Linked DNA regions of Mus musculus: regions 2, 3 and 4 are each linked to region 1. Evidence: chromatin contacts called from public Hi-C and HiChIP or PLAC-seq data. All regions are on one chromosome and are shown on one strand. Each heading gives the region's core, a stretch centred on a gene start, on an enhancer-like site or on the middle of the called end of the contact. The rest is flanking DNA. Distances are from core to core; before and after follow the strand shown. Region 1 overlaps Gm41323 (a long non-coding RNA gene). Region 2 has its middle 8.8 kb from the start of Gm23267. Region 3 overlaps Ext1 (exostosin glycosyltransferase 1). Region 4 overlaps Ext1 (exostosin glycosyltransferase 1).

Evidence for each region. HiChIP or PLAC-seq counts read pairs in DNA pulled down with a chosen protein or histone mark. A called contact is a pair of places that touch in the nucleus more often than the background predicts.
Region 2: a contact with region 1 is called in a Hi-C map of the C2C12 cell line, with 5 times the contacts expected there. The contact joins two enhancer-like sites. A contact is called at or near these places in 2 of 15 datasets of contacts at CTCF or cohesin (the NIH/3T3 cell line and large pre-B cells) and 3 of 484 Hi-C or Micro-C datasets (the C2C12 cell line, adipose-derived mesenchymal stem cells and large pre-B cells).
Region 3: a CTCF HiChIP or PLAC-seq map of the NIH/3T3 cell line shows a contact between it and region 1, with 8 read pairs. The contact joins two enhancer-like sites. A contact is called at or near these places in 1 of 15 datasets of contacts at CTCF or cohesin (the NIH/3T3 cell line) and 2 of 484 Hi-C or Micro-C datasets (the C2C12 cell line and tail fibroblasts).
Region 4: a FOXA1 HiChIP or PLAC-seq map of pancreatic cancer cells shows a contact between it and region 1. The contact joins two enhancer-like sites. A contact is called at or near these places in 1 of 15 datasets of contacts at CTCF or cohesin (the NIH/3T3 cell line), 1 of 484 Hi-C or Micro-C datasets (tail fibroblasts) and 1 of 115 datasets of contacts at active chromatin or transcription factors (pancreatic cancer cells).

Annotation. Positions count from the first base shown.
Region 1 is chr15:52,924,989-52,932,547 of GRCm38.p6, reverse strand. It overlaps Gm41323 (a long non-coding RNA gene), which reads left to right. Exons shown (of 4, transcript XR_875338.2): 2 at 160-203; 3 at 6,277-6,335. Among named protein-coding and RNA genes, the nearest start is that of Gm41323, 4.8 kb to the left of the region's middle. Within about 2 kb of position 3,992, at least 58 of the 459 cell types and tissues checked have an H3K27ac peak or open chromatin away from gene starts, as enhancers often do. A contact at or near this core is called in the C2C12 cell line, the NIH/3T3 cell line and pancreatic cancer cells, where this site is marked.
Region 2 is chr15:52,504,724-52,512,282 of GRCm38.p6, reverse strand. No RefSeq gene overlaps it. Among named protein-coding and RNA genes, the nearest start is that of Gm23267, 8.8 kb to the right of the region's middle. Within about 2 kb of position 3,467, at least 2 of the 459 cell types and tissues checked have an H3K27ac peak or open chromatin away from gene starts, as enhancers often do. A contact at or near this core is called in the C2C12 cell line, where this site is marked.
Region 3 is chr15:53,218,643-53,226,201 of GRCm38.p6, reverse strand. The region is part of intron 1 of Ext1 (exostosin glycosyltransferase 1); the gene reads left to right. Among named protein-coding and RNA genes, the nearest start is that of Ext1, 120 kb to the left of the region's middle. Within about 2 kb of position 2,686, at least 131 of the 459 cell types and tissues checked have an H3K27ac peak or open chromatin away from gene starts, as enhancers often do. A contact at or near this core is called in the C2C12 cell line and the NIH/3T3 cell line, where this site is marked.
Region 4 is chr15:53,198,080-53,205,638 of GRCm38.p6, reverse strand. The region is part of intron 1 of Ext1 (exostosin glycosyltransferase 1); the gene reads left to right. Among named protein-coding and RNA genes, the nearest start is that of Ext1, 140 kb to the left of the region's middle. Within about 2 kb of position 3,113, at least 32 of the 459 cell types and tissues checked have an H3K27ac peak or open chromatin away from gene starts, as enhancers often do. A contact at or near this core is called in pancreatic cancer cells, where this site is marked.

The sequences.
Region 1 (7,559 bases), core at 2,743-5,242:
AATTACCACCAAGTAATTTGATCTGAATAAGGCAACTCCAAAGAGAGCTCATTATGTTTCACCAAAATGCAATTGCAAACTGTAATTGGATTTCCTTTTAAGATGAACAGCAAACCAGGGGAAGTTGTGCATTTATCATTTTTGTCAATTCTTTTCCAGAACTGGAACACCAGGGATGAGAGTGCACAGTGTCACCCTCTTGGGTAAGAGAGTTTTTGTGTTAACTCTTACACTATAGTTAAAATCAGCAGGTACTGCTGGCTGTCACTCTTCTGTACACAATGGTCATCAGTGGACAGTTGAGCAGAGGAGGCACTCATGGATCTTTATAGAAGGTTATTCTGAGAGGAGAATTTATTGATTAGGGGGTCAGACAAAAAGTTCAAGGAAGGAAGATTATAAGATTGACATTCCAGTTCAAACTTGCAGTGCTGTGGTTTGGATCCAGGCCAGCAGTAAGTTTGTAGCAGAAGGTATGAGTATGAGGAACAAGTCAGGAGACCAGTAGCCAGAGCATATAGCAACCAGTCTTGTACATAGGTGATGATGTCCTGTAGAAATACCTGGTGTCTATGTGTTGGGAAGGAAGATGCTCCAGGGTCACAGTTAAACTTAGGTTTCTATTTTATAAAATGAGGAATTGAACTAGAAAAATTTCTACTTCTTTTAACACCCACCATTATAAGATGCATTGAATTTAGGAGTATTTCAAATTTTCCTTCCATTCTCTATAGAGAAGTCTCATGTCAGGAAAGAGTGATAGTTTTATTTGTTGTTTTTCTGATTTCTTATAGATTCATCAGCACTCCAGGTACATCCTGGGGCATCAAAGTGCTCAGTTATACAGAGACATCATCTTTTCTGATAACTGTTTAGAGTCAAAGACAATTGTCTTAGGTGCACTTGTGTTGGTAGATTGCCTTATGAAGTAAGTTGCAATGTGGACTCTCCTAAGGCATATCTTACTTTTAAAAGGGTATTTGCTTGTTTGTTATTTGTATGTGTGTGTATGATGTGTGCACATGTGTGTATGCATGTGCATGGCATAGCATGCTTGTGGAGGTCAGAGGTCATCCTTGTGTCTTGGTCCTTGCATCCCACCATCTTGGAAGCAGAGGATCTCTTTGTTGTTTGCTGTTGTGGTGCATATGTTGGGCTAGCTGGCCATTAAGTCTCTGGAGATTTCCCTGCCTCTACCTCCAATCTCACTGCACTAAGCCCATGATTACAGATGCACACTGCTGTGTCAATCTGTTCTAGAAATTTGGAACACAGGCCTCCATGCTCGTGTAGAAGGACTTTACCAAATAAATCCTCTCCCCAACTCTATGGCATATTTTCTATGCGTTTGGTTTTGTGCAGTCAGATCAGTTTTCAGAAATAGGCAGGATTTTAGGAGCAGCGTGGGTCCTGGAGACAGAGGCATCAGCTTGCTTAATCCATAGATGAAGAAGCTGAGCATGGGGCAGCTCCACAGATCTGAACCAGACCCCAGAACCAGCGAGTAGCAGAGAGACAGTGGAACAGATCAGATTGTTAATTTCAACACCAACCCACTTTCAACACATCATGACTGTGGAAATTTTAAGTCCCTGGGCAAGAATACTGAAGACATGCTTCTGAGCTGGGGCCATGGGAAACCAGGCAAAAATTACCCGTTGGCTTGTTTTTCTGTTCTCAGATACAGTCCCCCACTACCACCTCATTTTGAACAGTCCTGGCAATATTCTACTTAGTAATCCACAGCAATGATGATCGCAATCACACTTTCTCTTTGGCCATCCCGAAGAACATTTTAGTGTATTAATGTTGTTAATTAATCTTCGTGACATCTTAGCAAATGAAGCAGACTGTAAGTCGCATGTCCCACTTGGCTGACTGGGAAGCTGAGGTAGAAAGCAAGGTTACTGAGTTGCCGCAAGGTGAGAGAATAAGTCAGGGGAGCTGCTGAGCCATGAATAGCCTTTCCACAGCTGAAGCTTTAAAGTCTATGGGGAAGAGGCTCTTGCCATTCTACTTTGAAGATTACTGTTCAGTCACCAGAAAAAAAAAAAAAAAAAAAGCAGCCACTTTAAAGCCGACATTTTCTTTCTTTGCTGAGTTATTTTTCTTTTTTAAATTTAATTTAATTTTTTATTTTACTTAATCACTTTACATCCTGCTCACTGCTCTCTTCTTGGTCAACCCTCCCACATCCTTTCCCTCTCCCCCTCCCATGTGTGGGCTCCATAGGTATCTCCCCTGCCCTGGCACTTTAAGTCTCTGTGAGGCTAGGTGCATCATCTCCCACTGAGGCTAGACAAGGCAGCCCAGCTAGTAGAACATATCCCACATACAGGCAGCAGTTTTGGGATAGTCCCTGTTCCAGTTGTTTGGGACTCACATGAGGGCCAAGTTGCACATCTGCTATATATAAGTAAGGAGGCCTACGTCCCACCCCTGTATGTTCTTTTGTTGTTGGTTCAGTCTCTGAGAGCCCCAAGGGTCCATGTTAATTCTCTCTGTTAGTCTTCCTGTGGGGTACCTAGTTCCTTTGGGGCCTGTAATTCCTTCTCCTGTTTTTCTATAAGAATCCTCAAACTCAGTTCACTATTTGGCTGTGGGTATCTGTATCTGTCTGAGTTGGCTGCTGGGTGGAGCCTCAACTTAAGAATGATTAAAGATGGGGGACCTTTGGGATAGCATTGAAAATGTAAATGAGGAAAATACCTAATAAAAAAAATTTAAAAAAAAGAATGATTAAAGAATGTGTGTTACATCTACACAATGGAATAGTATTCAGCTATTAAAAAAACAAAGACATCATGAATTTTACAGGCAAATGTATGGAACCTGAGAGGATCATCCTGAGTGAGGTAGCCCAGTCCCAAAAGGACATGCATGGCATGTACTCACTTATAGTGGATCTTAGCCTTAAAATACAGGTACCATGTTACACTCCCCAGACCCAAGGAACTAAATAAGAAGGAAGGCCCAAGTGAGGAAGCTTGAATCTCACTTAAAAAGGGGGATAAAATAGTTGTAAGAGGCAAATAGAGGGAGGGAACTAGGAGGGAGGGCTTATGGGGAGGGGGATGGGGGATTCAGGATCAAGTGTGAGAAAGGACAGGAGAGATGACTAGATGGCCATAAAAATGAATGGAAACCTGAAACTGATGTGGGTGAGGAGGTGGGGGCATTTCCAGGATGAGATAGAGGCCTGTGATAAGAGAAGCACCCAAGAATCGATGGTGGTGACCTTAGCTGTGACTCACTGCATTGGGGATATGGACCCTGAAGAGACTACCTCCTGTAGCCAGACAGGAACCCCAGTGTAGCAATAGAGGCACCAACCTACCCACAAATCTTTCAACTCCAAATTTATCCTGTCTACAAGAATTGCAGGCATGGGGGATAAAGCAGAGACTGAGGGAATGACCAACCAATATCTGGTCCAATTTGAGACCCATCCCATGGGCAAGCACCAATCCCTAACACTATTAATGATACTCTATTATGCTTGCAGACAGGAGTTTTTTTTTCAATGCTTTTTATTTCAATGTTTATTATTTCTCTAACTCTGGGGGTCCCCACTCTTCCAGGACTAGGGTGATTCAGTATTTCTTTTGGGAAAAATTTTTTTCAGATGACAATATCTTTCCCCCTGTAGTTTCCCATTGCCTTTACCTTCTGTGAGACTGGGACATTCTGGTTTGTCATACGTTTCAGCAATCTGTCCCATTAGGCTTGCTTTTTCTTACCCGGGGATCTAGAATGGACTCTTGTCTTCTCAAGGTAACATTTCTCCTCTGGGAGAACATTTGCTTCTAATGCTGTATTTCAACATTTTATTTTCAGGAGAGAAAAGTCTGTGTGACTTCATCTCCCTGTGTTGAAAATGATGACTGTCTAGACCACGTGTTCCACCCAAGTTCTGTGTGGTTTCTGTGGTTACTGTAGCATTGGGGGTTGTTGGCCTTGCCTAGCCTTGACTGATTACCCTGAGGCCAAGCCAAGCAGAAGAGTGTTATTCTTTGTGGCCAAGTGTCTGGTTACACTCTAGGAGAAGGGAATGGGATTCCTGTAGGATGACAGGAAGACCTTCGTTATCTGTGGGAAAAGGAATGATTATGTTTCTCTATAGTTGGGTAATGTGGTTGCCTGTAACCTTGAGCCTGACCAGAGAATCCTGCTATCATTTACTTTGACACTGTATTTAAATTCCCACAATAATTAACCATGTTTCAAACATCTCCAGGAAATGAGTTATTGAAATAATATTCTGATGGTAAGGTAAAGTGTCTTTAAAAGCCTGAGCTAAATTCCAATGATAAAAAGGCAGAATCGAGACTATACCAAACCATTTGAAAGGCTGTCCTTTCAAAAGTGATTCGTTGTGAACTTCTTGATAGCTTTGTGTGATAGAGAGGGGCAGAAAGGCATGGAATGAAGCAATGTCACCATTTCACTAGGTATTAGCTTAATACATGTCTTCTGTAAATTGAGATGAATTAAATGGTATCGTCAAAAAGTAAAACACTTGCAGAGCTTTAGAGCTAGAAGGGTAGAGAGGAAATAATGACTCCATAATAAGAACATTCTCCATGTTGTTGCCTGCAACCAGTAACTTCATGGCAGACATTACTAATGGATCTTATCACTTTTCTTTGCTGTGCCTATTTCAATATCACAGTCTTTATTATTATTTCACCAAACCATACACAATTCTATTATAGGATTTGGCCCTCCCTTTACAAACCTCTTACCAGTGCTATCTCAGAGCAAGCCAATTGTTCTTCTATCCTCAAGAAGAAAGCCAAAAGTACAAAAGAGCCATGTGTTGGAGTCCCACTGACAATTCTATAGGGCAGGCATTTTTTGACCAAATTTGAGTTAATTTGAGTTCTAGACCTTTGATGGACTTGTCTCCAAGTATAGACCCTTGAACATACTATACAATTAAGAAAATAAATGCAATTAAAAATAACAGTTAAGAATTTTTAGCCAAACATTTGATAATACAAGGTTTGGGAAAGATCTCTGAAAGCATATTCATATGCCTTAGAATAGTACCACTTAAATTAGCATTATGCTACAAATATATTTCTATAACTTTAAAAATATGTTTAGAATTTCTCTTTCCCTCCCTCCCTCCCTCCCTCCCTCCCTCCCTCCCTCCCTCCCTCCCTCCCTCCCTTCCTTCCTTCCTTTCTTTCTTTCTTTTTTGTTTTTTTTTGAGACAGGGTTTCTCTTTGTGTAGCCCTGGCTGTCCTGGAACTCACTCTGTAGACCAGGCTGACATTGAACTCAGAAATCTGCCTGCCTCTGCCTCCCAAGTGCTGGGATTAAAGGCATACCTTACCACTGCCTGGCTTTAGAATTTTTTAATATTACCTTCACTCCTATTTTCTCCTGTCTACCTTCTACCCCAGTCAGCATGTGATTTCCCATACAGGTCCCCTTTTCACAGCCATGGCTTTTTGCTTTTCTTTTTTGTGTGTCCCAATAAGTGTAACCAGGGCTGTGTTGTGTGACTGTGATTTGGAACTATCCATAAAATCCTGGTAGGCTTACCTGGGTACTCAACTAAAGACAATGATGGTCCCTTTACCAGTAATCAATCGTTCAACAAGGAGAGAAAGGGTTCCATGAGTCCCTCCCCAAACCCATGACAGGCTCAGGGCTATCAACTTCAGTTACCATGGGAACATGATACAACGGTGGTGCTATGCACAGAAGGCATTTTCAGTAACTTTTGCCACTTTTAAATATTTAAAAAAATATTTATTTATTTATTTATTGATCTATTTATCTATCGTTCTTTTTCACCCTATTCTTTAATTTTCCCTAAGCCTTAGAGGGCATAGTATGTATACATGTATGCATATATGCACTGTTTAGAGCTAAGCACTGGACTGTTGGTCATTTTTGACTACTAACATCATCATTAACCTTCGTATTCACTATCATTCAGTAAAGAGAAAATTCTTTAAGGCTGAGAGTGATATTTTCTTATGGATGTAAGCATAGGTACCACATCAATTTAATTAATTACACAAGAATGCATTACCCCTTAACATCTTTAGACCTCCTTAGCCATGGGTTTTTTGGTTGGGTTTATAGTCCCAGACACTGACTCTATCCTATATTATGGGCTTCAAATTAAATGAGCGCCTTGTTGGGAGGCTTCAGACAGTTGTGCCACTATGGCATCGGTGGGGTGCAACTTGCCTAGCAGATTGCCATTGTGATGTGTAGGATTTGCAATCATTTGTATTTTCTTTCTTTGACTACCAGCAGATTCCATTGTACCTCCTAGGACTATGAATGCTAGCCAGCATTGATGAAGCCTCCAGGTAAGTTCCAGCTTGATTTCTCAATGAAAATGTGTGTTGCCTTTAGCAACATGGTCTTAATAAGCCATGGTCCAATAAGCCCTGGAGGGCAGCCAAAAAAAATTACCAAGAAGAGTGTTAAGAGTCTGTATTTGTTTTTGAGCCTCTGCAACATCTCTGACCAACAACTCAGAAAGAGATTCCCCTTACCTACCACTGAGATATTTTTGTTTAATAATACTTAGGTTTTAGAACTAACTTTTTTCAATCATATAGGGCATCTCTCTTCTAGGTCTTTATTTTTCTTTAGTGTATATCTTTTAGTTGGATTACAAAGTAGTAGATTTTTACTTAAGATTTTATTATAACTTTTGTTATGGTTAACCCAGACCTTTCCTACCTTTAAGGGGGGGGGGGCTTCCTGACCCAGTATTTTCCCCTTTATTTTCATGCCTCTTATGTTCTAATGTCTCTTTCCTTAAGAGATCTACCACCCAATGGCTCCTTTCTAGTTTTCTAGAGTTTAGAGGAACTCCAAGTTAAATACACAAGTCTAAAGATTCAATGTTGAATCCACATTTGAGCACAAATCCAGCATATTTTTCTTTCCATGGGTGGGTTACCTCGTTCCATGTGAAATTTTCCTGTTCCATACATTTATGTGCACGTTTCAGCATTTTTTAACTGGATGACATTTTATTTTTTGTTATCGTTTGAAAGTTTCACACATGTGTACAATGATATCATATTCCTTCAGCACTATTTCCCTCCAACTCCTTTTGGTGCCTCCTACTTTATCTTCCTCTCAACTTTCTATACACTTTTTAATCTTTCATTTTTGTTATTAATGACCCTCAAAATCTAATGAGTTCTGCTCATATGCATACACGTTTGTGTCCATCCACTGAGGCATGAGTACCTTACCAGCAGCCATATCCCAAAGGAGAGTGACTTTCCCTCAGCAGACATCAGTTGCCATTAACTCCTTCAATAGTTATGGAGCCTAGAGGTTTCCTCCTGTATTTGTGCTAGAATTGTGGCTGTCTTGATCTTGCATAAGTTTTGTACAGTTAAGCAGAGCTGCTGTGAGAGTTGATGCATGAGCATCCATCCAGGTCATGTCAGAAGGTTAGCATTTCCTAGATCTCCTTCTCAACCACTCACTCTTACATTATTTTCACCCACTTCTATTAAAGTCCCTGAATCTGGGATAGTGGGAGATTGATATAGAGGACCCATCTATGG
Region 2 (7,559 bases), core at 2,218-4,717, 420 kb after region 1:
TCAGAATGAGGATGGGATGGAAACAGGGTTTGTTCCTGTCAATAGCAACACTTGTAAGTCATATAGTTCCTTAATCTTTACAGTAATTGTCTCTTTTAATGTTTAGTGTACATTAAAATCTAAACATATTTGCTGACTAAAAATCTCTAACATTTTCACCTCTACAAAGAAAAGTGGAAAACGTAAAATTTCCTTAAGTTGGCTAACCCTTGTTTTATGGTAAATTCAGAGAAATATCCATGTACCCAGTCTAACCCTCTGTTTTACCATCACCTGACTTTGCCTCCCATGTAGAAACCTAATGATAAATACAAGAACATGAAAATGTTAAGGCATCTAATGGATGACTTCACAAATTAGGAAGGGACTGGAGCAATGAATTTGGTCTCTCTTGCTCTTCTGCAGTGTGCCACAATATTATTTTTCTCTTCTGCCACTTCTGTCTGTTACATCATAAGAGAACACTTAGATAGTGCCGTCTGTGAAGGACAACACTTTACAAGACACCTGCTGGCAACTTGACCTTGGACTTCCCAGTCTTCAGAAGGCTCAGAAATAAATTTGCATTCTTTACAATTCACCACGTCTCATATGTTTTGTTACAGAAACACAAATAATGACATCCTTCCAGTCTGTATTCATGTTTGAGAGCATTTTAAAAGAGCAGGGCATGAAATTTGGAAGGGAGTGAATCTCAACTTGAACTTGAACTTTATGTATGTTGGCTTTTTGTTATTTATAAGAGAAGAAATCTTGTCAAGTGTTTGGAATATTTTCAAGACTCCTTGAAGAAATATCAGTGATGGCTACAATATCTACACAGGGAATTTTTTAAAGCTTGACACTAAAATCTGCACATTCCCTTCACAATAATTCATCTGTAAGGAAAACTCATTCTGCCTTGGAATTAAGCAGCTTTGAAGAGTAGGAGAATTTTTCCTGTGATTCAGTAGACTGGGTAAAGAAAGCTACCGTCACTTCTGTAAATGGGAATCCATCAATTTCTTGGATCAAAAATATTTGAGAAAGGAGGGATCCCCCACCCCAGCTTCAACTCCCATCTATCTCTCCTTGCCTTTCAGTGCTGGTACATCTGGATCTCAAACTACTGAACTCAGACTCACATCAGTACCTCAGTTCTCTGGTATTTGGGAGAGATTTTCGGGCTCAGCGCACTACAGTTGACAGTATCAGCTTCTGTGGCTGCTTGAAACAAAGCCCACAATAAACCCTGTCATATGGACATATCTATCTATCTATCTATCTATCTATCTATCTATCTATCTATCTATCTATCTATCTATCTATCATCTATCTACCTGCGTATATCATCTATCTATATCTATCTATATATTATAAGTTATGCTTCTCTGTCTAGTGTATTGATGAAGGTAGACTGAAAAATAAGATTATCTTCCTTGATCCCAAGGAATTTATGGAATACTAACCAGTTATTTGTGGAGTCAACAAATCTATATCTATATATCTATATCTATACCTATACCTGTACTTATACCTATACCTCTATCTATATCTATATCTATACCTATACCTATACCTATATCTATGTCTATATCTAAATTTATATCCATATCTATACCTCTATCTATCTATATTTATATTATCTATCTATATCTATCATGGATACCTGTATTATCTATATCATCTATATCTGTATATACTGCTTTGACATATGCAGAGTTTTGATGTTGCAAACTCATATTTTCTAATATACTTCAGGCATCTTAAGTCTAGCTTCTCCAGTAAACCTTATGCCCCAACATCCATGCACCAAGGCCAATATTTATAAATATATCCTAGTACAGGGAGGAACTAAATGACAGCAAGTGGCGTGTGTTTGTGTGTGTGCCAATGGGGAAGCTCTGCTTAGTGACACAACTAGCATTCTAACCACTTTTCCAGTTCCCTAATTTGACAAAGGCACCCTCGGTGCTTACAGGACACAGAGGTACTGTCACCCTTAGATCTGAGGTTCAAAATGCCACTGTGTCAGCTGACTGTGAGCACACACCAGAGCATGGCTTCCTGCAGTCTGGCTCTGGCGTGCCCTCTACTCTTGTCCCTTTGGAAGCTCATACACGTCATGGAGCCTGTTTTCATCCTGCTGTCAGCCCTGGTCTCAGCCTTGTTCCTTCCTCCTGTTTCTCGTGTCTATACATCATTCCAAGCACCGATGCCTTATCAGACTCCTCTAGAAAGCTCTGCTAAAGGAGGCCAGCCCCAGGAGTACTACATCACATCTTCAAAGCCTCCTGACAAAGGAAGAATGTGAAGACTGGGCCACTGTAACTACTTTGATCCTGTAAAATAGATCTTAAGTGTGACTGCTTGGAATCTTTCCCTGGAGGTCCCTCACAGCCGGGTGCCTATGGGACAGTGAAGAAAAGGGGCCGTGGACACAAGTGAAACAAGAGCCACATCAGAACTCTTAAATCCTTCCCCAACCTTCTTGCTTTCTCCCTCCCGGACAAGGTGTGAAAAATATCTAAGAAAATTCCCCTACCCTACAAGGCAGGCATCTGACAGCTTCCAGAACGCTAACCTGAATCTCAGGTATTATTGGCACATTCTTTAATTTGTCCTCGGGGATGTATATAATTAAAGGTTATGAAATTTGGGCAATTATCCAGGCTCTTTCTTCCTAATGGCAGACAGCAAATATTAAAACGGTGCTCGGCATTCACCGCTGCCAGCAGCAGCCGTGTTCTTTTTCGCACGGATCACATTCTTTCATTCCACACTTAATTGGGAATGAAAAAGGTCTTTCATGCTCCTGTTCACCTCTCTGCCTTTTTTTTTTCCACCTCCCTCTCTATTTCTTGAGGGAGGCCTGTGAGGCGTACAATCTTATTCTGTGTCCGCCATTGGTTCGGTGCTGGCTACCGCTTTCCTATCACTTAGCACACCGAGGTTTTCCATTCAAGGGCATGTGGGGATGAGCAAGCCTGTTCTAGGTCCTTTTGATTTGCTTTTAGAGAGATCCTTTGGAAAGTCTGGCTTTGGGGGTTTATTTTTAGAGGCGGTGAGACCCAGACTTCATCGTGCCTTGTAGATCTTACTTGATTCTGCAGCGAGGCTCGGCCCCCACCCTCCTCAAGTACCAACCTATAGCACGGACAAGCTTGTAAGCTTCTAAACCACAGGAGGACGATTCTGATCCTTTCATCACCTGGTCCCAGCGGGGTTTCTCTAACTCATCAAAGGTGAAAGACAGAGAGCGACTGACATGGACAACTGGACCAATATCTATTTGTAGTCCTTTTTTTTTCTTTTTTATTATTATTAAGCTGATGATGGCTTAATAACCCATGACCTTTCTGTCATTCTATTGTTGCCCTGGTGGGATGGGATATGTTGTCTCTCTTTCACAGATAAGGCAAAGGACACTCAGGCTGAATGGACCACACAGTAAGGGATGTGAGCTGAGAGTCAAGCCCAGTGACTTGAATGGAATGTGTATGCTCCATCAACCGAAAGATGACAGACTGCAGCAGCTGACATTTCCAGTAATGACCCAGAAGGGATTTTTTTTTCTCCTTATTAAGCATAGCAGGGTTGAAACGTACTCTTCTTGACTCTGATGTGCCAGATGAATGGTTATTTTTTTTTTTTTAAATAACAGGTTTCACCCTGCTCTGAAAATCTCCTTTCTGACTATGATAATGGGATATGCTCAAGGGGTTCTGTGGAGTGTAATACGGGAGAGGATAGTTGACAAAAATAACTTCACCTCTTTTTGCTTAAGATTCTCTGGTGACTATATACACATGCATGCGCACATATGTACATGCATGTGGTATGTATGAGAATATGCTGATGATCTGTGTTGAGCAATCAGCTTTCTGGGTGATGTAAGATCTTCTACTTGTAGCTTCTTCCAATTTCCATGGTGCAAACTCACTTCTTGTGACTTAATTACTCACCAACATAATAATAAATGTGGGGTCAAGATGAGATGCACAAAATAATCGTTTCCTGACACGATACAGCAGCCCCATCAGCATTCTGGACACAGGTATAAAATGGAGTTCCTTGGCAGGATAGTGTTGTTCACCCAGGGACTTGTACTTGATCCTTCTGAAGATACACCTCTGTGCAGGTATGGCCCAAGAAACTTCAGATCGATCTGCAGAGGAATCTCATTGCTAAGGGCAGTGGTTCCTTATGCTCATCTGTAGACTCCTCTAAGTGGTCCCCAGTCCTTTATCAGTGCTGCCTGATTCTATATCAGTGTCCTCAAAATGCCAGCAGATGAAGTATCTGTTTAATAATAAACTGGTTTCCATTACAGACAACTGGGCATCTTGTCCACATCTTAGACTTTAAGGGCCTGACCTTCCACACCCTCATTTCTCACTGTCTTGTTCACCAGCTCTTTCCAGACATCTCTCACTCATCTTTCATGAGCCACAGTCTGTGAGGCATCCTTGGGCTTTCTCTAAACCACTGCCCTTCTGTATCACATCAGTATGGCACCATCTGGATTGTAAAGTTATTCTGGATGGGTTTTATTAACCCCAAATTTAAGAACATGGAATACATGACAAGCAGCTTGGAAATCCATGTTAACTGCATCCCAGAATTTAAACACCAATGCCAAAGGTGTCCAGAAAATAAAAGTGAAACCATGCATACTTGACACCTTACCTATAATTGCTTGACTAGTCTCAACCTCTTTCCGTGACACACATCACTCCTGTGTTATATTTTGGTTCCTGGCCTGTTCTTTGCTGTTCCTGCTGGCAATTCTCCACTGCCAGCAGGATTCTGAATTCTTGGGGGTTTGTTTGTTTGTTTGTTTTTCTGAAATGGCAGAGCACTTTCTTTTAAACTACTGAGTTTTACATCAATTTCATGCTGGAACACACAGCCTGGTAAAAGACTTCTAAACCGTACTGTCTCTGAATGGAGTGCTGTTATAGCTTTCATGGGAATGAAAGCATTTGCATTAATACGCTGGCTAAAATATTTCTCCAGAAGTGAAAATCGAATCCTCCCTCAAAACACAAGAATTTTCAAGTGTGCACGTATTTAAATAATTTTCTACTAGTTGGACCAAATTTAGGAGAGAAGAAAAAAAAAAAAAAAAAATCTGTGGTGGAGAGTGACAGATCCTGTCTTTCTTCAAGAACGTCGGTAGGGGGAGCTCGTGCTTCGTCATGGAACCTGAAGCCAGGCTCCCAGCAAATGCAGATAGCTTTCAAGTGAGGAAGAGAAGTTTGGGGTGTGAGAGAATAAAAGGAAGGAGAAGAAAAAAGAAAGGAAAGAAAAAAATCCTGAACTTATATTTTTTTATCTAGTATTATCACTATGGTTCATCAAGCTTTGAAAAATGGGAAATGTGTGCTGTCTAGAACAAACTATCAAACTTGCCGGCCTGCCCCACCCTCAGAATACTTTTTCTTTGTCGCCTAGGGTAGCATGGTTTGTAACGAAGGTATAGATTTTCTCTTGTGTGGGAGAAGCTGGCTTCTCTGACCTTACCCAGCGAAGGTGTCGATGCTGATCTGATACCTTTAATCAAATGTGTCTGTAGAGAGAAGTTACGTGACCGGGAGACACAGCAGAGCTGGCTGTGGAAGTTTTGCTGCTGAAGAGGAGATGGAGGGAAGGCAAGAGACCTTTCTCTCGGGTTTGGCTGTGGGAAGGGAAGCACGGTGCAATGCGCTAGATTGTTGGAAGTGTGTGGACTCATCATGTTAGTTTGTCTACATAAAATGTGCCTTTTGCATATCTGTGTTCTGATTCGATGATTGAGGCCAGCTGGAAACCCATAATAGAAATTCAGGCCATTGGACTATCTCTAGACGTCCCCCCCCCCCACCCATTCCCACCTCTAAAAAGCGTGAGCTCACCCCAAACATGAGAAAAAATTTTTGAGAGGAAAGCCGTCATTGTTCTTTCCTAGATATCTTGAAATAAAAAGAAAGTTTTTTCCATGAAAATGGCTTGCTGTGCGATTTTTCTCTGGGAAGTGATCACTTCATATTTAATATTTAACTGAAATTAGAATTACAACAGGATTGCTCATTTTCTTTATTTCTGAAATTCATTTTAAAATAGTCTGCTCATTTAGTGTAGACTTTTTTGGCAAAATAATATAGAAAAACCCGGCATATTCTTCCTCGTATGGACAATCTAGCCAATGATGAATGATTCGTGAAAACAAATGTGGTTGTGGGTACATTATATGCACAGGGGAGAACGAGAAGGCTAAATAGTATAGGTGAGGAAGGACTGAATGCAGGCAATGAATAGTTTAACTTTGTTACAGATTTTTATCTTTGGTGATAAAAGTTTAAAAAGTGTTTAAATTTTATTTTAAAAAACAGTGAAATCATAAAATTCACAGGGGATTCCCTCCATAGATTGTGTTTTGATTGGTTACTATAATGTATAGAAAGAAGTTTATTAAGTTTTATACTCTTTAGATCTGGTTAATTTATGCTTTTTTTTTGAACTTTTTATAATAAACTTTAAAATACCGTTTAAAACTATGATGATGTAAAAGAGGCATGAAGGGCTCTGCCTTTACTGTTTTGGTTTGGTTTTTAACTGTATTTTGGTTTTTTGTTTGTTTTGTTTGCCTGCGGAGCATCTGCACCTCAGACCCTACCCAGTGTAGGTTAACTGTTGGAGAGTGATGCCATCTTGTGGTCAGACTAGAAATTAAGTCTAAATATTAAGAGCAAACAAAACAGCCGGTATTTGAAAGGTTCAGTGGTACCAAATGCATAAGAAGAACCCGTTAAGTTTGGGTCTCTCTCTCCTAACCGTAGACTCTCTTATACAGAGCCTCCTATCGGGAGCACTTGGAACCCTTACGTTGACACACTGAGCTCAGCCTATCTTTTCGATTTGTTCTTTGCACTCTAAGTGAATAAATTTGAAGCTAGGTGACTTGTCTTTGATCAGTAAATAATATTTTTCTTAATAACTCCAAATAAAGAGAGATAAATCAGTATTTACTGCCATTTTAAACCGTAATATGGAGAATACAAATGCACCCTGTCATTTGGAAAGCTGAGACACAGGAGATGACTCAGGGTCAGATGAAACTCATTAGAATCCCAGTTCAGCTACTTACCAGCTGCATGCATCTGAATAAATTATAAAATAATGTGAATTTTGGTCTGTAAAACTAGAGCAATATTCCAATCACGGAAGGTCTCTGTGATGATTAGAGGGGATGATGTGAATGAAATATTTGCCAGTTCTTTATTACTAGGAGAAAATAAATCCTCTTCAGTTATTGGATGCTCAGTGGCGTGTCGGTTCCTAACAGACCAGGGTCCTGCAGGAAGCTCAGACACTCTTTATCTCCCATGAGAATCTTCACAGAACACAAATGGCATTTACTGTTAGTCCAAGTTGTGGAAATCATTTTGCATTCTAAATATGGGATGGGAAATTCGTCTGCAGATCTGATGCAATCCCCATCAAATTCCTGATAACATTCTTTTTTTATTATTATTACGTATTTTCCTCAATTACATTTCCAATGCTATCCCAAAAGTCCCCCCCCCCTCCCCTACCTA
Region 3 (7,559 bases), core at 1,437-3,936, 290 kb before region 1:
TTTTTCAGTGTAGCCCTGGCTGTACTGGAACTCACTCTGTAGACGTTGGCCTTGAACTCAGAAATCAGCCTGCCTCTGCCTCCCAAGTGCTGGGATTAAAGGCATGCACCAATTTTTAAGCAACTTTACAGTTATTTGTGGGGGGGAGGGAAGGGAAGAGAGAGCTCTTCCTCTCCTAGAAATCAGAGGACAACTTCCAGGGGCCAGGTCCCTTTCTTTCATCATGTGGCTAACGATTCAGGTTTGGCAGCTTGTGCCTTATTTTGCTTAGCCATCTTTCCAGCCTGGTAGATGGAATTTTAACATGGTCCCCAAGACTTCCATACTCTACTAGACTCATACTCTCCAGTTGTCTTGTTGAATAAACGTATAAGGGCTACTCCGAAAGGATGATTTTGTAGATAAAATTAAGACCTTAGAGATAGGAATTATCTATTAGATTATTGTGACGAGACCTATCCTATTCTGATGATCTGGAGCCTTCAGAAGGTACTACATATGTCCTGCAGATAAGGATTGACATGGGCTGGAGCATCTCCTTGCTTTTAAAAAGGGAGAGAGTGGACAAGAAAGTCAGGTGTCCTCTGATAGCAGAGACTAGCTTTTAACTGAGGGCAATATGCAAACAGAGACCTAAGGAATTCTGCCACACCATTCCTAGACCGAGACCCATAGCTCCAAAGGACAACACAATTTTAACTATACCTTGTGCAATCCTGGGTGGTAGAGTCAGCCAAATTGTGTCTGTGAGCCAACAGTCAGTGGGTGGTCTTTCCAGTTGCTCTGTTTATGGTAATTGATTACCTTGGTGATAAAAACAAAACGTGTGAATTCTACCGTCTAGTTGTTGGATATGTTGGATGATGGGGGCTGGGGGTGGCAGCGGGTAGTGGTCATCAAGCTAGAAAGGGGCCCAGGAGATGGGGAAAAACAGAGGCTATAAGGGAAGCCATGTGAGCAATACAAGGGCCATTGCTGAGGGTTGAGGATGATAGTGGGGCAGGGGCAGGGCCATGCCGATGGGAGGACAAAGAATCAACCGAGTCTGAGTATGTATGAAAATGCCATATGCAAACCTGTTGCTCTGCATGCCATTTAAATCTTAAAAATTACAGAGACTATAAAGTTCTTCCTTTAAAAGGATCTGTTTACAGTTTCTGTAAGTGCAGAGAGCCGGTCAGTGCCAACCAGGAGGAACTATCAGCGTTGCTTGCCTTGCTCCTTAGGGACCCAGTGAAATGAATAGATAAAAAGGTTTTGTAATTAGTAGATCAACTGTTTATAAATTAATGGGTAGCTCCAAAGTACTACAGGGGACCCAAAATAGTTTCTGCCAAGTGTTTTATCTATTCTTGGAATGGCCTTATTCATGCATTATAATTTGCTTAGCCGTTCGTCCTCCATAGACAGCACAAAGATTAGTTACAACCTCCTCTCCTTTGAATACTGTAGTTTCCTTATTAGTAAAGTCAAACCTGATAACTTTTAAAAACAAACAAACAAACAACGGCAGCAGTTTAAAAACAAAAACCCATTTAGGAACATTATGATGTCTGCAGACATTTTCCTACGGACATAATACTCTTTAAGTCTGTTCACATCCTCATGGCTTCACTCTTGAGGCGTAGGCTCACCCAGCCTCTGGATAGAAGACACCATATTTGGGCAGTCAATAAACCTGCAAATGGTCCCTTGAAAAGGAAGCTACTGATGGATCTGGCTTTTCCATGAATGACAGCATAGCCACAGACAGCAGAGGACCGCTTCCTGGCCCACAGCAAACACCACCCTGCTGTGCAGTCCCTGCATGGGGCTGCCCTCCCAGCAGGGATGTGTGTTTCCCCGGGTGCCTGAGGACTGCAGCTTGGCCTTTTTGTTTACAGGAGAGAGGACAGTGACCTCTGTCTTCCAGCTGCTGTGAATGAAAACAGTGTTGGAGAACCAGAGTGAAGTTTCCACTTTACGAGTCACTGAGGGGGGAGGGGGGAAGGAATGGGCAATCTGGGTGGGGGTGGGGCATATTCTCAACCTTCCCTAGTGAAAGAGTGGGTGGGATAAAGTTCAGACCTTTGGATTAGAACACAGATGATGGGAAAGTGGAAAGAGACTAGTTCTTCAGCAAACTTTCTGGGCAGGCTTTCCATATATTGAGTTTGGAAGAGAAACAGAAAAGGCATACACACAGTTTGTAAGGACTTACTTTTTCAAACAGTGGCATTAATTGTGTACGCTTAGGGATGGGATTCTCCTCTCTCAAGGTCTCTCCCGAAGAGAAACAGCTGCTCATTAGCTAGCTTAGTGTGACTTAAAATCTGGAGGCTGTTCAGCACTGCTGTGTGGCTGTTTCTCAAGTTTTGCTTGGTGGTAACCGTCAAAGAGAAGCTCCTGTCCAGGGTCAGGGAATATGGACGGGGTGGATCCCTCCTGGGTCACCACCTCCTGCCAGGAAGCAAGCTGTGTGGAAGCAAGCAGTGGAAGCTTGCCAAAAAGACATCCTGATCTCGGCACTCCTGGAGCTTGCAAATACCAATTATTTTCAATTGAAAGTTAAATGCATAATTGTATACTGTAACCTTATCATTAGAAATTTGCAACGTTACCGATGACACAGACAGGGTACAGTGATTCAAAAATACCTGGGTTAGTCAGAGAGGCAGTGGTTTTAAGCTCTGACAATTCAAGAAGGTCTCCGAGGTGGTAGCTTTTGAACGGAGACAGAAAATCAGGATGAATCGGCCATGTGAGGAGATGGGGGTAGAGTTGTTCCAAATAGGCTGGATGTAGGCAGATGTAGACCAAGAGGTCAACAGGAACTCTCTGCACATGATCCTTATGACCCTCCTCTTTTCTTCATTCTTCTTGTTTGTTTTTGTTCGTTTGTTTGTTTTTTTAATTTCTTAGATTTATTTTTATTATTTTATGTGTATGAGTGTTTTGACTGCATGTGTGCACCGCTTTCTAGCTTGGTGCACGAGGAAGTGGTGAGCCTCCGTGTAGGTGCCTGGAATCAAACCCTGGTCTTTCTCAACAAGTGCCCCTAAGTGCTGAGCCAACTCTCCATCCCAGATCCACAGGATCTTTCTTCTCTAAGGTTACTTTAGAGCCCAGGTACAAGGGAGACATGGAGGTACAGACTCTGTTTTGCATTTTAAAGAACTGCTTGTTTTATTTGCTTCCACTAACCAGCTTCCTTGGTCCCCCCTCCCTACACTTTCCATCACCCTCTTTCCTTTTGGAGTCTATCAGCCTGTTTGTAGAGATCATGTGATCTTTTTGCATTTTAACCTAATAAAGCAATGTCTTACGGTCAGGGACCAAAAGCTGGGCCTGTCACTTAGAATCCCTTCTACTTGTCCAAGTGGCAAACCTCGGAAGCTTCTCTGCTCTGATATTTTGTCTCCTTGGGTCTTATTATATCTTGCCCTATCTCTATGGCAAGATTGCAGGGAATTATCAAACCTAAAAGCGGTCTATCAGAAGTGCAGTTTCCCCTCTCATACTTACTGTAATGTGTGGATTAGTCATGGAACTGGTTGGTTGGCCACAAACCAGACCTAGCCTTCCCAGTGTCTCTATTTTCTGGAGACAGTCAGTAGAAATATGTCTCAGGAGGTCAGCACTAAGAGTGTGACTCATGTAGCTAAGACTCATCTGTAGATAAACACTTCGGAGCTTCCCTTGCTGTCCCACCACATCCCCAGAGAGAAACAGAACCTTCTTCCTGTCCCACTCCCCTGTCTCACTTTCTCGTATTGAATGTAAGACTTGCATTTACTTAGTTAATGTTTGTATGTGGACACACTTTTTTGTACCGTGAAGTCAGTTTTCTGATGGTCAGAGAACAGTGTTGGGGAGTTCTTTCTGTCTACCTAGTGGGACCGGAGATCAAATGTAGTTTGTTGGCCTTGCTGTCCATGGCCTTTACCTGCTGAGCCATCTCACCAACTCCACGGTGTTTCCTCTCCCTTTCCTTTCTTCTTTTCCTTCCTTCCTTCTTTATCCTTTCCAGAGTTGTAACTTAGAGAGAAACTTTCAGATAAGAAGTACTTTTGCATAGTTAAATACAAACATTGGACTCCTTAATGTATCTCAGCATTTGAAATTAAGATTCCAAAGGGGAGATTTATGGCTGGGGGAGGCTGATGGGGTGGGGGGTAGGGGGGGCTTGTTATTGCTCAGTCTTCATGTTGTAAGCATGTGGAAGAAGGATGTGTGAAATACGAGTATGATGATATGATGGGAGAGCTGCAATGTGGTTGCTTAGACATCACAAGGCGAGGACCGGGACAGACACTCAGACTGACGCTAGGTATGAAGTCAGGTTGGTGGTAGCATTCCCACTCTACATCAGGAAAGAGACTCCTTCATGTCACAGGAAGCAGAAGGCCTGCATTCTGTGGGTCTCTCCAGACAGACCCACATTTCACAGCCCTAGACAATGACTGTGGTGACAGCTCTTTCATGTGAAAGGAAATGAAGGCCAGGGCAGCATGGTGTCTCCATTTACTCCTTGGTTGAATACCCAGGTTGGGGACTAGCACTACTAAGGAAGATCTGCAGTTTCACTGGAGGAGAGAAGCCTAATGGTGGCTGGCTTCCCCCTGAGCCTTCAGGTTTGAAGTATTTTGTGTGTGCACGGCAGAGCACTAGTGTTGGGGGCGGGGGTAGATCTGGGGCTACTTAGATGAACTGCACATTGTTTCTTCCTCTGTGGGTCAAATCCCAAACCAGACAGTGATTTAGGGAAGCTAAAACTGAACTCTGGTTGACAGTGCTTCGTGATACAAGTATTAATCTGCCCTGTCTATGACAGTGTTCATTCCTTTTTATGGAAGTGGGTGGTTGCGGATCTCCATAGCACCTCAACTCATTATTAATACTCACTCTGATTTCATCCCAGAATTTGATAATTCCCTTTTCTACTAACATTAAAATATCACAACAGAGAAAACAAATAACCCTACCTGACTAGGGTGTGTGAAATCCTCTATGAACAGGCACGTGGAGACATACTAGGTAGATGAAAAGTCTGAGGTCTGAGTACTTAATTCTGCTGTTCTGTGTATCTCAATAAAAACACCAAGACCCCAGTGTCAGGGCCGTGCTCCCTCCTCGAGTCAGACCTAGGATACCTATAGCTGGTCCTTACTTCTCTTTTTCTCACCCTTTATTCCCCTGGTTTTTACCCCTTGTCACTACATAGGAGAAAAAGAAGGATAGAGGGAGAGAGAGAGAGATCCCTTAATCTAATTTGTTTCCTTTTGTTTCGTCTTTGAAAGACTGCTAATAAACCACATCTAACCTTCTCTGAATGACCAACAATCACCCCCGCCCGCCCCCCTCCTCCCCCCCCCTCCCGCCTCTGGGGCCCTAGCATTTACATATCCTGTGAGAAGTTCCCAGAATTCCAAATGTCACACCATGACAAAACAACACGCCTGGTAGAGCATGAGGCAAATCATAGTCAGCTGCTGTGGTCAGCCCGAAGCAGCCCTATAACGCACACATGAGGTTAAAACGAAAACATATTCTTATAATATTTCTGTGTTTTTTTAAAGAAACCAAAATTCCAGAACTTTCACAGATACCAGTGCTAACAAGTCATTATTTTTGCTGTCCATTTTGCACTTTCTCCCTTTGATAGGATCTTTTTCCTAAAGCTTACCAAGGGCTCCCCTTACCCCCGCTGTCCCCTGTGTATTTTGAATCTTCTTGATTCCACTATTTTATGGTTAAATTTCCCATTTAAGATTGAAATCTTAGCCGGGTGATTGTGGCACATGCCTTTAATTCCAGCACTGCCTCCATAGGCAGAAGATTTCTGTGAGTTCAAGGCCAGCTTGGTCTACAAAAAGGTCCAGGTTAGCCAAGGCTACACAGAGAAACCCTATCTAAACAAACAAACAAACAAACAAACAAACAAACAAACAAGTAAGTGGTTGAAATCTATATCATTTCCTTAACTCATTGAATTGTATGCAATGCCACCTGTTGAGTACCCGGCCCCATGAGCTTTGATGATGCCTATGTTTTTATAATTGCCAGTGGATTCAAATAAATACCGTAATGCCCCTTGTGTCTCACTCATTTGTTTTGCACATTGTTAGAGTTTATACAGGGGAAGCCTGGGAGTATGTACTCATTTGGCTCCTGCTTTTGTAATTCAGCATCACGTCTCTGAGGTTCATCCAAGAAGCTGCATGTTTCTGTAGTCCATTCTCAGCTATTCCCAAGGAACAGGAGTATTGTGGCAACGACGACGATGCTCTAGTGTGTTTACCCATGCTTCTCTCACTGAACATTCCATTGGACTCTGGTTTGGGACCGTTTATGAATGGCGCTTCTGTGCATATTCTGATACATATCTTCATAGAGCCAAACATTTATTTTTGTTGGTTGTTCAGCTGCAAGTAGAATTGTGGGTGATTGGCTAGTTGTATATTTTAATGGGACATAAGAGAATTTGATATTAAAAATTATGATTCCCAAAAGGCTTTTTAGAATATGTTTTTCATGGATTGAGAGAGAGCTCTGATGTAGACCTGAATGCATTTTACTTAGTCTGAGATACTCATTTTGTCTTTAAAGTCCAAAACATCTTCCCTACATCATGTTGCTGTCTTCTCTGCTAGCCATCTTTCTTTTCCAGTATCTAGATTATTTCTGATAAAAAAAAATACTAATGTGTGCTTAGAATCATCACTGTCCAAATCTTGCATTAAAAATGACTCCTGGTTTGACATTGGACTACAGACAAGTGTATCGAATCATGTGAATGAAAATTAAAGTGTTATAGTAGTTGACTTTTCAAATGGGTTATTTGGATATCCATCAGTTGTGACGCTCTAGTTCTGTCTGATACCATAAAGCACTTCTGTACTCTGAATGAAGCAGCCAGTTGGAACAGAAGAAGGAACCATTGTCTGTCATGTTCTTTACCTAGGTCCCTCCTCCTTAGAAGTCAGGCTGTGGTGTCAGGAACAATGTCGCCGCCTGGATGTAAGAATCTAACAACAATCAGACAAGACTTCCTGAGGTTGTGCGTCTGAAGGAAGAGACAAAATTTAGGTAGTTTTTTTGGCGATGGAGTGTTAGAGAAGAGTCTGTCCTCTGGGCAAAGCAACTGCATAGCATCCTTAAGAGAAAGGAGGCCATGAAATGGCCATTGTCTTCAGCTGTCGATTTAAGGGCTAAAACATCATTTATTGACCTCATGATGTTACTGCTATCTACATTTCTGAAATGCCTCTCACAGCTAATTTTCAAACCACATCAGGGGGGGAAAAAAACAGTCTTGAGATTTTAAAGCTTTTACCTAAGTGGTGAATCCCAGCTGGAGCCTCACTAGATTTCTCTTCTGGGAGGAAGGCCATATTGAATTGGCCCTGATTTTTGCTTAAACTAGCTAGTAGCTATAGGAACAAGAGCCATGTCGGGACAGCAGTGAAAAATAGAACCTAGGCATTGATCATTTATGGTGTCAGCTGATGAGAGCTAGTAAAGAAGGCAGGTCCAGAGAGCCATGGGAAATGGGGTTGGGGGAGGAGGATACTGGGGCA
Region 4 (7,559 bases), core at 1,864-4,363, 270 kb before region 1:
ATTCTAGTTACTTGGCTGCGTGTTCCAGACCCTGGCTTCTGTGGAGATGATCAGATTCAGCAGCCATGCTTTATTTATTGACTAGTTTGCAACTTTGTCAAAAGTATTGCCTCTAACCGCTTTCCTTGCTTTTGGCCCCATGGTTTAAGCTAGCCCTTTGTGGAAACGGCAATTATGAGGTGATGTCGAATGTCTTAAAATACACAGGCAGGATTTTCTGCTTCTAATATTTCTGTGGTTTTTCTGCCTTTCAAGGCTCTTCCCCTTGGTGCCCGTATAACTCCTGGTGACTGTTAACACAGTGTGGTCGTTGAGACACAAAGACCGAGAATGTACCATGAGCCACTCGTGTCTCTAAAACAGTCAGATGGTTTAAGTTAAGAAGGCAATCCATGAGTTTCTAAAGCCTGGGAAAATGTAGAACAGTGTGTTTTAGACTGGCCTGTTCATTTAACAGAGGAGACAGTGCCCAGACACAGCCAAGGTCTGAGGCCCCGGCACACGTCCTCCTAACCAGATGGGCACCTTTCTTATGGAGGAAAAGCATCGTGTGCCCATGATGGCTGTTTCCATCCCGAGCCTTTTCTTCCTCCCCTTGAAATACATTCTTATTGGCAGTGATGCACTGTGACCCACATTTAAATTTTAAGATGACAAAACAAAGAGGACTTTTTTTTTCTCCTTCCTGTTTTAAAATACTTCCTTGGGATCTTTTCTTCCTCTTTATAGGATCATAGTTGCCACCTTGCAAAGGTAGTGAGGAAATGCCACAAACACTTTCTATTTCACTCTGCCTGCCAATGTCATAATGATCACTTTGGGGTGCTTGCGTTCTTCTGTTTGTTGTATCATTGTCATTTATTAACATTAGAAATAGATGGGCTTCATGTTTTGATTTATTATTGATTGATTGTGGTGCTAAGGAAGTGCTCTGACCCCGAGTCCTTGCTTTATCTATTAAATTCTCTTCTTTGGTTAGTGTATTAAGACCTGTTGCTCTGGGTAGTTTTACTGATTCATGGGAGCTAGTCTTTTCAGGGGCATACCATAGTCATATCATTGCCATTGGGACGTGGAGGATTCTGTATTTCTGGCAGATGTGACACCATGAGAATTTATATACTCCAGTTTGGTCCCCAGCTCCTGAGACAGCTGCCGATGGTTTTGTGATGGGATGAGTGGCAGAGATGCTTGGAGCAACTTTTGGGCTTTGATGGAAGTTTCTGACACACAGCTAGCCAAACCCTTTGGTTCCCTAAGTAATGGGCTGATAAGAGCATCCTGCTTAGCTCTGAAATCTCTTAGAACTTCTGAGTTTACAGAACCTTCTTTGTCCTAAGGATAGGATTCCTGGACAGCTTGATTGAGATTAGGAGCCAGTAACTAGAAAGACAAGCTAAGATTAGGAGCCCTGAAATTTCCACCCCATCTCCCATCCTGGTTGGAAGAGGGAAGTCTTAGAAATTGAATGCACCATAATGATGAAGCATAGTCTTGAAATGTTTCTAGCTTTAAAGAGAGCTTTCAGGTATTTTCTGGTCTAGCAAATACGTCCAGGAGAGAACCGGGCAGATAAAAGGAAAGGCATGCGCTTCCTCCTAGCTCTGGAGTGGTGGTAGTAGCTAACCCCATCTCTGTAGGGGCACGTGCTTTTATCCTTGGACCCTTCTGTACCTCAAACCATGTTTCCCTCACTTGGCTTCTCATATCTGTCTTTCCTAGTACAGCAATACAAATGATACTGTTTTTCTCAGTTCTTTACCTAGCCCTACCAAATTGCTGAATCAATGCAGAGGGGTGTGGAAAGCTCTGATTGACAACTAATTGTATCAAAAGCTCAAAAGTGTACAGGTTCAACAGCAGGACTGGTGTTTGGTGTCAGTGATTGAAACTGAGCCCCCACACCTGTGATCCCACACTAATTGAATGTATAGCATCAGACACAAATTGAGCCATTTAGCAACTCATTAATATCCAGCAAGTTGGGGAATTGTAGTGTGGAAAAAGTCCGTTTGGTGTCTGAGTGCTTGTGAATATAGAAGCAGCCATTTCCCCTTATAGGTTGATATGTCATGCTGTTGGTAGGGCATTGGTTTTAGATAATTCACCATTGCAGAGAATGTGTAGAATAGTAATAGAGTTTTGAATTATAACCCCACTGAGCACCATTGGGGTTAAAAATAAGGCTCCAGATATAGTTTTAGCGCTAACCTCGGCTTTATTTATTGCATGTTTTATCAGGGACATGTATTCATCCACAGAGCAAGGAACAGATTCATAGGGGAGCCTCAGCTGGTTTATTTTGTGGCTTAGTCATATCCAAGGGGTTCCAGACACTTTATGATCTCTACTCGCCACCTCAGCACTCCAGTTTTGGTGACAAATGTATTTTTCTCTTGGGAACAAGATGGCCTGGCTGTAGCTATTGCATCAAGGCATAGCTCGTCCAGAGAGGCTTCCATGATGGGTCCTGTGGTATGAATATATATATGTGCAGGTAGTTGGCTGGGAAGACCGCCTGTGAGTTGAACTGGTTAAGGTTCAAAATAAGAAAAGAATCTATAAATCTTGAGGCGCTCTAAAGAATATGAAAGGGACCTTCCTGGAACCCAAATCCTCTTGACAAAGTTGCTCATTGGAGAGAACAGTGCCATGAATGGCTGGACCATCAGAACATTCTGTGAGTGGGAGCTGGTGGGAGCCAGACATTATACCACCAGCAGTCTCCTAATGGAGAACAGATTGTTCTAGATTGTTCTAGAAAGGAGGAAGAAAACCAGCAATGGATACTGAAGGAACCATCAAGGTACTCAGCCACACCTGTTTCTTCCCTAGTACACGAGAATACTAACATTGCTTAATGTGATTATCATGAAAATCTAGTGACTGAATGGTATAAAGACAGGGCCAGGCCCCAGAATAAGCATTCAGTAAATGGCAGGTCCTGCTGTGAGATTGAAAGTCTTATATTCCATCAGTTTTATATATAAAAAAATTAAATTGAACAGCTGCAAGAATGATTCATAATTCACTGTAATCAAACCTGGGGCAAAGGTGGCTGGCATTCACTGCTGATAAGTTGGGCCTGGTCATCTGGCACCCTGAACCATATGCACTTGAAACTTTCGGATGACCCAGTCACCAGGAGTGTGGTCAGGGAGATAAGAGATAGGTAGGGTGGAGGAAGCAGAGTAATTAAGAGCTCACATAGGGCTCTGTTAAGACTGTAGTCCGTGAGGTTTAGAGTCCAGCAGAAGAACACTCACAGTTGTGCATCCTGGCAACTTTCCTCTGCCACCCGGGGGTCAGCGTTTGGTGGGGGGGGTGGTTGTTGTCTGTTCTTACTGCAGGAAAGCAATGTACCACAACTCTGGCTACAAGGAAAGAGGCTGAAGTTGTGTCTGAAGTGTGTGTCTATGTGCATACATTAATGGCTAAGCATCCAACTAGGTGAGAGTCTAACAAAGATGATAGTCTGCACATCCCCGGAAGCCCTGAGAAACCAAACATAGATTATTATTTGGGACACAGTGTAGAAAGTGGGTGAAGAGTAGAAAGGTGAAGTAATTAAGATAATTAGCACATATAGCCTTGCCAGTAGTGAAACATAGTAAGTATTTGGTTTTCTTTTCTTTCTTTTCTCTTCTTTTTCCTTCTTTTTTTTTTTTTTTTGATTGTATTGTTCAGATTTTGCTAAATATGGCTTGCACTATGTCAGCCAATGAGTAACTTTATAAAATGGATGACGCGCTTCAGTACAAATGTCTGTTTTCTGTTTTTATATCACTTAAGATAATGAAGAGCTGAGGAGAACAGGAGCATAGAGGCTTGATTAAGAGTTGGAGAGGTGGGGTGGTCAGGTGTGGCTGAGGATGGAAGCCAGGGGCTCAGACATACTGAACAACTACTCTCCTGTGAGCTAAATTTTCATCCCTTTTGATTTTATCATTTATATATTATCTTCTTTTGGAGGTCAGAGTCTCCGGTGTCCAAGGCAAATACTAAACTCATTATGAGATGACAGTGAACCTCTGGAATGCTGGATTATAGGTGCACACTACCATGTCTGGTTTTATGTAATGCTGGAGCGCAAACTCTGGCATTGGTGCATACGAGTCATGCATTCTGCTAACTGAGCCATGTCCCTGGTATCTTTGTTCATTGGTTTGTTTTTATTTTGACATAGGATCTTACCCAGTTGCCCAGCATGCTTTGAACAAGAGCATCATGGCTCACTGCCTAGAATTTTAGATACCTATGTCCAGGCCTGGCCTTTAGCATCCTCCTCTTTTTTGTCTCTTTAATGTGGACCGTCCTAAAGGTATTATTAAAACACTGCCTCTGTTCCCACTTTCTGATTTTCCTGAGGGATGTGACTCCAAATAATATTGGGTTTTCCATCTAAGAGCCTGGCCTTTGTGTTTTGTTACTATTATTCTCATATTCATAGAGTGTACTCCTACCTAAATTAGGCCTAGTATGCCTTTCCCTAAATACAGACTGTTAGATTGTTTTAAATTGGATGGAAACACACATTTTGGGGGTTGGTGATATAGCTTAATGACAGAGCTTTTTTTGTTTGTTTGTTTTGTTTTGTTTTTCTTAATAATGCACAAGCCACTGGGATCCAGACAACATGACCAAAATTCCACATACTTCCTTTTAATAAATTTTCTTTTTGTGGATACATATAAATGTTGTATGGTGGGCTGTTTTCCTCCCAGCCCCAAGCAACCTGATTAGTGACTAAGACTGAAAATTTACTTATAAATACTTAGGCCATATAGCTAGGCTCATTCACTGACTAGCTAATAATTTAACATAATCTACTTACATTAATCTACATTCTGCCATGTTACTGGTCACCTCTGCGCCGGCACCACGTGTCTGTCCTCATGTTTTCCCTGGCTACTCTTCCCATGTCCAACTCTATCCTAGAATTCTTTCTGCATACCTGATGTCCTACCTTCTAGTTTAAATTTTCCTATAAGCTATAGATTTTTTTTTTAATTGACAGGTGATGCACCCATTCAATACACAAGATACTCTTTCTACATATAAAAAGCAGCAAACATCCTTGTCCTAAGCTTATAGAGAAAGGACCAGGCCTAGCCAAATGATAGTACCTGGAGCAATCCAGGTAGCTGACCTGCAGCAGTGTGCACAAGTCATGGTCCCACTGCAGCAACATTCTAGCACACCAGGGCTTAGACTCTTTCCAGACCCAAATTTCATTTCAGCCCAGCTCTTCCCCAGTGTGTTCCCACCCGACTCTTAGGTTAAGCTGTTGTAAAGCCTCAAAAGGACAATTCAGGGCCCATCAAGAGCTGGGCCCAAGACAGGTTTCTTCCTGTCCTTCCTCCTTACCTTCAGTTTTGTCCTCATATTTTGACACAGCAGAGACTCATTGTTGCAGGCGCTTAAATAAATAGGAGTTGGACTCAGCCCGTTTCCAGGAAAAATGAGAACAGCAGGTGTTATCTGATGTAATTAAAGTGTGTTGAACCCTGAACAAAGTACTCAGTGTAAATCTCTGTTAGTCCCTTACAATGAGCCAGCTTAGAATCCGTTCTATGAATTACCTGCTGGTCGGAAGGTCTGTGGCCTTTGGGAGGACGTGTTGTAAATTTTATAGCAAGCCTACTAGGAAGCTCCTTGTCAATAAGTTTAGAAGGATACTTCAAGGCTCTTTAATCTCCGTTGTCAGCCCAGTTATCTTGTCTACACATGGGCATAACTTCCTTCTCCACTTGAATTAATGTTGGACTTTTATAAAGAGACATTTTAAACTCTGAGTGCAGTTTCTCAGATGAGCTGATCTACAAAATGAGCGGTTCTTCTGCCTCTTCTTTTCCCAATGTCCATTTAGAAAGTTATGGTAAATGAAAAATCCCTTGAGCTCGGGTGTTTCCTGTCATAGTCTCGCTTAGGCATGAAAAATGCTTTATTCTTACTTCATTTTGTATTTTTCACAAATGATTCATAATCACACCTAAATGAGTAAGTTTGCAATGTTTACTTATTTTTCCTGCCTAAATTGCACATATAGACACATTGCTGATAGAGAATTACTCAGATATTATAAATAATGTCAGCTAATTCTTTAGTCCACTGTGATTTTTCTCACGTTTCCAGACGTTTCAAAAGCCTTTATTGTGTAGGCTTATGATGGACTTATTGATTGACTGCAAACAGACATTGGGTATTCAACCTAAATGCTATTTTGCCAGCTTCAACTGCCCTTTGCAGCGCGTTCTTCTTTCTCTAAAGGTGATCTCAAAGCAAGTTGCTACTGCTCTTAAGATAATAAAGACTAGGAGCGGGGGGAATGTGTGGAATCGGGTGGTTCTACAGATGCCAAGGAGACTTTAAGATGTTTGTCTCTCAAGGACAAGTTAACCTCACTCTTTCTTTTAAAGAACAAAATCGTTTTCTTTTTGTGAAGCAGAGTATTTTCTAATTTGTGAGCTTTGGAAAAAGGAAGAGGGAGGAAGCAGAGAGAGCGAGAGAGAGAGAGAGAGAGAGAGAGAGACAGAGACTGACAGACAGACAGACAGACAGAGACAGAGAGAGTCAGAGACAGAGACATTGGAAGAAGTCACAGGGCAACTTTTCGCCTTTACATGGGTTCTTGGGACTGAAAGCAAATTGTCAGGCTTGTGCAGCAAGCCCCTTTACCAACTGAGCCATCTCATTGGCCCCTGATTAACCTACTTCTTAAATTTTCATTCAGCAAAAAAAATAACATGAGATCACTAGATAACATTTAAATTCTAGGCCTATCTGCCCTGCTCGGTTCCAAGTTGGAGTGGAGTTGTCTTCCACTGGGGAATAATTTGTCTCCATTAATTGAGGACAAATGTGCATGCGTGTTTTAATTACACAGTAAATTAGGAGAATTTAAGATGCAAGAATTCAAAACCAACACCTCAAAAAATAGAAGTAGAAAAGCAGGAGAACTATCTCAGCAGAAGAATCAAGCAGGTGTCTCCAGATAAAGAAAGGGGGAAAACAACAAGGCAAAGACAAATGACTAGATTTTGCTAAACATCCTTTCAAGTAGAATGACTCTGATGTATGGCTGAAATCCTTGTAGGCTGTATGTGACAATGGGGATGGCTGTATGCCACACTCAGGGCATTACTCTTGTGTGCTTGGCTGCAGCCAGTAGCTAACTAAGACGTTAGTGGCCAATATAGAGTAAGGATTTCCTGTGTGGACCCAAACTTCACAAACTTCCATAGCATGGGTCCCCTTTGGCTCTATGCACTTTATCATCTGTGCAAAGTTTGTATGTTGTAAAGTTTTTGTGAGGGAAGGCTCCAGAATGTTCCTTATGCTTTAAAGCATCCATTCTCCTAAGTGTAGCACTTTAAGGCTGCTATTTGAGTAACAACAAGGACATTGGTTGACTTTGTTCTTTGTCATGTAGATGTAACCAGAGATACCCTTCCCCAAATGGCTATTGCTCTTTCCTTATAAGACAAGAACATTCAGACTTAATTGTGTTTTCTCCTACTTCACTGAGGATGGCATAATAATAAAGTCTTTATTCAGAT